Regions from separate parts of the Mus musculus genome. Here region 2 is linked to region 1. The links are chromatin contacts, called in public Hi-C maps. All regions are on one chromosome and are shown on one strand. Each heading gives the region's core, a stretch centred on a gene start, on an enhancer-like site or on the middle of the called end of the contact. The rest is flanking DNA. Distances are from core to core; before and after follow the strand shown. Region 1 has its middle 31 kb from the start of Gm33919. Region 2 overlaps Nuak1 (NUAK family, SNF1-like kinase, 1).

The links. Hi-C and Micro-C count contacts between places; a contact is called where the count stands out from the background.
Region 2: a Hi-C map of myocytes shows a contact between it and region 1, with 1.8 times the contacts expected there. The contact joins two enhancer-like sites. A contact is called at or near these places in 1 of 484 Hi-C or Micro-C datasets (myocytes) and 3 of 115 datasets of contacts at active chromatin or transcription factors (cardiomyocytes, extraembryonic endoderm stem cells and neural progenitor cells).

Annotation. Positions count from the first base shown.
Region 1 is chr10:83,894,594-83,897,473 of GRCm38.p6, reverse strand. No RefSeq gene overlaps it. Among named protein-coding and RNA genes, the nearest start is that of Gm33919, 31 kb to the left of the region's middle. Within about 2 kb of position 1,608, at least 57 of the 459 cell types and tissues checked have an H3K27ac peak or open chromatin away from gene starts, as enhancers often do. A contact at or near this core is called in myocytes, where this site is marked.
Region 2 is chr10:84,387,299-84,390,284 of GRCm38.p6, reverse strand. All of the region lies in intron 4 of Nuak1 (NUAK family, SNF1-like kinase, 1), which reads left to right. Among named protein-coding and RNA genes, the nearest start is that of Nuak1, 52 kb to the left of the region's middle. Within about 2 kb of position 1,399, at least 96 of the 459 cell types and tissues checked have an H3K27ac peak or open chromatin away from gene starts, as enhancers often do. A contact at or near this core is called in myocytes, where this site is marked.

The DNA of each region.
Region 1 (2,880 bases), core at 359-2,858:
CCCACCCGGCTCTCCCTCCTATCCCCCTCTGAAAGACCTCATGCTTTATTTCAAAAATACTTTACCAGATAACCAATAACTGAAATCTACATAAATAAGTCTGCAGAAGGGACCTCTCTTGACACGCACTCCATTGGCAGGAGCAACGACCTGGGTAAGAGTCTTGAAAGTCAAGCTGCCCAGAAGAACTTCCTTTGATACAAATGTGCAGTCATCCATGTGCTCTGCAGAGAAAGTGACAATTAATTCATCTTCACGTTTGCCAAGTGGAGAAGTCCCTCTTGAGATTATCTATGGCCCTGAACTCCTAGCCATCGACCCTTGATCATCCTGGGGACATCTTTCAGCTCATCCACTATGGTGACTCCTTAAATGATTTTTTTTTTCACATGGGAACCTCTTTTCCACTATAGCACAAGTAAGTATCTACTTTGTTTGGTTTTGTTGAGGGCAGTGCTGTTTGGTTTTAGTTTCTCCGTGTGTGTGTGTGTGTGTGTGTGTGTGTGTGTTGGGGGAGAGCTGTTTTTGCTTAAGACTCCTTAACTACCAGACAGAGTATATGCTCAATAAACACATGGTCAATAAGCAAATAACTAGTGGATACACAGAGGGTTTTGGTCCCACAAACAAAGCTCAAGCTTCCACATTTGTCCTATAGAACCTGTTCTGCTCAGAGCCTCCTTGTCTTTCAGTGACTTCCTCCTCCATATCCTCAGTGCATCCCGAGTGCCACGAGTTTGCTGAGCACATTGGCGGACATCCTGGTCCCTTTGCCTGAGTACTCTTCTTCCATGGCCTTCCACATAGGTGCCCATGTAAGACTGGAGTATTTCCTCAAAATGATAGCTGTGCTTGACCTATCACGACAGAGGTCACAGCGGGTCTTATCTCCTGCCTGACAAATCCTGATACTGACCTTCCTCTTTATCCACTTGGCTCTCCTGCAGACAGCCCAACAGCAAGAGCCGGGGGCTGGGATCCAGTCATTTTATTTAGCATCATAGTCTTAACGTCTAGCTCAGCCTTGTCATAGAGTTGGTATTCAACACAGATATGAAGGTAGGACTTAGCTGGCCCAAGTTCATACTTTGCCTGTGCCATTTGATAATTGTGGAGCCCTATCGGATTACCTTTCCAAGACTTACTGTAATACCCACCACATGGTGTCCTGTACACATTAAATGAAGTCTCCAAGAGAAAGCGGTCCAGCACACAAAAGAAACACGTGAAACTGCCCACACTAAGGTCAACATGTGGTCACCTGGGTCCTTCCAGGTCCCACACAAGTCTGTTGTGATGAGAACCCACCACACAGGGAGGAGAAATTCCAAACACAGGAATAAAATGAGAGTCTTAATAGCCACTGTTCCTCTGCCCCCTCTTCATACTTTGTCCCAACTTCTCTGCCTTTCCCACCCTTCCCCATATCCAGGCTCCATCTCTGTGGGTAATTTGAAATTAAAATCCCAAAGTTATTTTTTATAAGTAAGAACAATCACTCCCCTGGCCTGCTGGCACGGCGTCCTGACAGGGGGCTGGCAATAGCCAGCTCACAGTAAGCCCTGCCAGGGGACTGACTGCACATGCTTCTAAGAATAACTCAGTGTCCAAGAATTCTGCCTGCTCTATCGCAAGTCAGGGCCAGTCAGCAGCTGGTTTGCATTAGTGTGGAGGGTGATGGTGTCCCATTTTACTACAGCAAGGCTGGTGTCCCTCCCTCCTTTCCTCTGCTCCCATGTGAGACTGCCGTTGAGCGTACAGTCTTCATTTACAGTCTTGAAAGTGCCAGGAAGGAGTGTGGTTAGAGGTAAACTGCAGAGCAGATTGAGTTTGGGCCCTTTCATCTCAGGTCTGAGCCATCCATCACAGTTCCAGCTGAACATCATCTGGAGTGTCCCAGGGGTATAAGTACCCAAAGGCCACAGAAATAGTCTACGCAGATGAACTCTCCTGCCATTGTCTTGACTTCTGTTTTTTTCTCATTCTTTCTCTCACTCATTCATGTCTGCCCGGAATTACTGAATATAGCCCTGGAGCTAGGAGGTTTCAAGAAGGCATCTTTATCTACGGTGAGTCTTGGGAAGGACAGATGGTACCACTCACCTGAGACATTGGGGTACATTTGACAGCACTGTCTGAGTCACAAACAGAAGGGTCACTTCTGGGTTTCGGTGCTTAAGAAGAACGCAAAGTGCCCTGTGATGCACAAAACACTCTCACGGAAAAAGGATGTCCCAGTCCAAAGCTGTAAGTATGTCTCCCTTGAGAAACACTCCCGGACCAGATGGAGTGTGCGGTCCTCTACTCTCCCATCCTCCTCAGACTCCTATTCCATGGCTCATTGTTTATGAAGGCAGACGTTCTCATTCTTGGCCTCTACATACCTCATCTCCAAATATTTACAATAGAAAGTGTGGGTGCTGGTCAGGAAGGACCAGGGGAGATGCTCCGTTTCACCCGTGTTCGCTATGGAAACGTGAGTGGTTGATGCTTCTCAGATGCCCAGCTTCCATCCATGTAGGGATGCTCCTGATAGCTGGCTGTTATGTACATAGCTGCCATCCCCAACCCCAGTTTCTGATATTGACAAACATGGCTCAGCAGTGCCAGTCAGTGCCTTACACAGAGTGTCACATGCACAGTCGGCATTGAATACCCTGTAGATGTTATGCACAAAATGCCTCTCACTCTGCTTGCCACTCAGCAGTCTTGTGATATCCATCTCTTCTGCCTCCTTCTTCTCATACACCTGAATTGTCTCATTGCTGTGACAAAAAAACCTCACAGAAGCCACTCAGGGAAGGGGGGCTTAGCTTGTCTCACACAGTTGAAGGTCATAGTACATGGAGGTTTGAATGAGAATGGCCCACACTGGCAAAG
Region 2 (2,986 bases), core at 150-2,649, 490 kb before region 1:
TTGTTTATTTTCCCCAGTCAATTTTTTCCCGAGAGTTTCTGTGGGCAATCCCCAGTTCTAGGTACCGACAATAAATGTGAAAGTAGTTAGAAATGCATTCAGAGGAGGTGGTGCTTAGCTGTGTCCATCCCAAGAGCTTGCCTAAGTCTAAGTGTCTGGCCCCTGCAGGAGGAAATGCATGGAAAGCCAGAAGCTTGGGCAAGTGGTTCTGGGATGGGGTGGTGGTCGGGCCTGCTGTCAGTTTGGACCCTTGCCTTCTAAGGGTTCCATATCATCTGTTGATCTCAGTGATACCCTGTCCAGATTCTTCCTGCCACCTGTCGCCGGGAGCCCTCGGAACTAAATGTAGACTATACAAGGTCTGGAATGTGAGCCTCTCGCCTGGGGATTGGGTTCTGTGGTACAGTGGGACCTCTTGGTCCCATGCTGTAGCCCCAGAAGTGATAAGGTGCATAGCTTCCTGTGGAGTCATAGAATTCCCTAATGGAGCAGAAGAATGGCCAGAATTCAGAGAGCAATTGTGTTGGGGACAATGGGGCAGCAGCCTGGAAGAACAGCTCATTTGTAAAACCCAAAGCAACAGAGAAGTGACTGTAGGGCATGGGGCTCCTGGGGACCAGGTTTTCCACCTGAGAGCCTCTGTTTTTGTATCCAAGTAGCACACATAGTACTTAATTACAAAAGTCAACTTTGGTCCTATATTTTTCTTTGTCTGTTTTCTTAGGAATCTCTGCTCCTGACATTGCCCAGGGTGGGAACGTGTGTGAGCATGTGTGTGTGTGTGTGTGTGTGTGTGTGTGTGCGCGCGCGTGTGCGCACACTCACACATAATCAAATCTGTCCTTTTAACAAGTCATTATTTACTGTTTCCTCCGTTGCTGCAGAGATGTCAACTAAGACCTGATAGTCTAGTTGAAAGAACTTGTTGAGGGTCGATTTCCAGCCTGGACTGTCTAAGGGGTGTGCCTGAGATCAGGAGTTTGTTGTCTTTCTCATTCCAGAGCATCTCCTGGTGCCTGGCACATGTAAGCATTATAACTGATTGATTTGTGGGCAAAGGAGCCCCTAGCCAGGATTAAAACTCACTCCCATGTTTGACTTCCAGGCAAACTCCATCCTCTTGCACCCACTTCCAAGTGTTTTAAAAATGTGTTTCAGCTGGTGCTGATTTGCCTTCCGGCTGCATGGGAATCCGCGCTTCCTGACTCAGCACTTTGCAGATGCATATTTAGAAAGGACAGTTGCTGACAGAAGCAGTCATACACATGGCCACAAGCTGGCCTTCTGTGTGAATGAAAGGCCATCGCTGCCTGGCCTAGGGGGACCGTGGGTACAAATGGACTACCAACCAACCGGATGTGAGTGGCAAGATCGATCGTGCTAAGGGCAGGGGGAGTGGCTGTCACATTGTGGGTCCACCTCTCCTGTGGCCCCGCGGGAAGTCTCTAAAGATGCTTCTGGCTGGAATGTGTTAGATGTTGCTGCAGTTTTGGTGTGAGCCATGTGACTGGTTGCTCTTCCCTTCTGTGCCTTATGCTGATTTGCAATGAGCACATCTGGTTTTGGAAATTATCTATCTGGCCACGGCAAGAGGGTGCGGCTTCTAAAAATATTCACGCAGTCCAACGGCAGAAGGAATGAGCGCGATGCGCTAGCTGCCTTGGGTCGCATTCCACCCTCTGTGGAAGCGTGGACTAAAATAGCACCCAGCCTAGCATTAATTTGCAATTAATGAAAACAGGCCAGATTCACATCCCACTCTCTGGGAGAATGGAATGCTGACCATTCCCAGAGAAGGCTCCTGTAAAAGTGCCTGCCGGAAGAGGGCCAGGCGCCCGGGTCAGCTGACCTCCTCTTGCAGGGCTGGGAATCTGCAGGGCTTTCAGAGCTCAGGAGAGAGGAACAGAGGGGAGATGATCTACTGCCCCTGTGACAATGGAGGCATGGCTGCTGTGGATAAGAGAGTCGCTTTGAATGGCAGTGACAAGAAGAGATAGAAATCTTGGCAGCTTAGCAAGGCGAAGCTTGGCATCATGGACCTCTGGGCTTTGGAGTGTGAGAACTTTGTAGTCTTGCATTAACTCCTTCATTTACCCATCAGGTGCACCCGAGTGTGTATATGTGGGGTTATTTATATCACAGCATACCTGCGCTGCCTGAGGTCATTCTTCTATCCTTTCAGGAGCTGAATATCTAGTATAGAGCATATGGCTTGATCATAAAATACTTAACCAAGTGTCAAATGCTATGTCGTTAGTCCTGTGCCGGGTGTTGGGGGATTTAATGGGGGAGGGATGGCCAGGTCCCTCTTGTCTTGGAGCTCTGAGTCTGGTGGTCATTTAACTAGTAGTGATAACTAGTCACCAAATATTAAGAAGGCAAAGAAGATAAGGTGTGCCCCCCTCCCTGCAGTGGACTTGGGGTTTCAGCTGGGGCTGAAACCAATAAACAAAAGAGTATGTGATCCACTTGTGCTGTGAAGGAGGTTGATCAGGGTGGGGACGGCGCCTGGCAGTGCCGTTCAGTGAATCTGGTCCAGAAAGGCTCCTTTGCATTGCCCTTGAAATCCTCAAATCTACAAAGCTTTCTCTGCCTTCCTGACCTTGGAACACACGGTTCCCTCTGTCTGGAATGCCCTTTCCATTCCCCCTTATCTGTCTATCCTCTAGGGGGTCTTCCTCCAGAGAGCTTTTCTTATCCCTTGGCAGACCAGATGCCCCTGTGCCATCTGGACGTGCTAAACAGGAAGGGGTGGGTCTGTCTAGCCAGATGGAGCAGAAAGCCTTTGAGGGGGAAGTGGTGACAGGCAGAGTTCTGAAGGCTGGGGAAGGGTCTGCTGGGGAGGGATCTGATGATGAGCTTGCAGAGGGAAGGAAACCGAAGGACGAAAGCACATTTGCTGAACTCCTGCTGGAAGCCAGAGCCCTGGGCCAGACCTTCCATGTGTTGTCTCCTTTCGTCTTTAGAATGTCCTCACCAGGGTGGG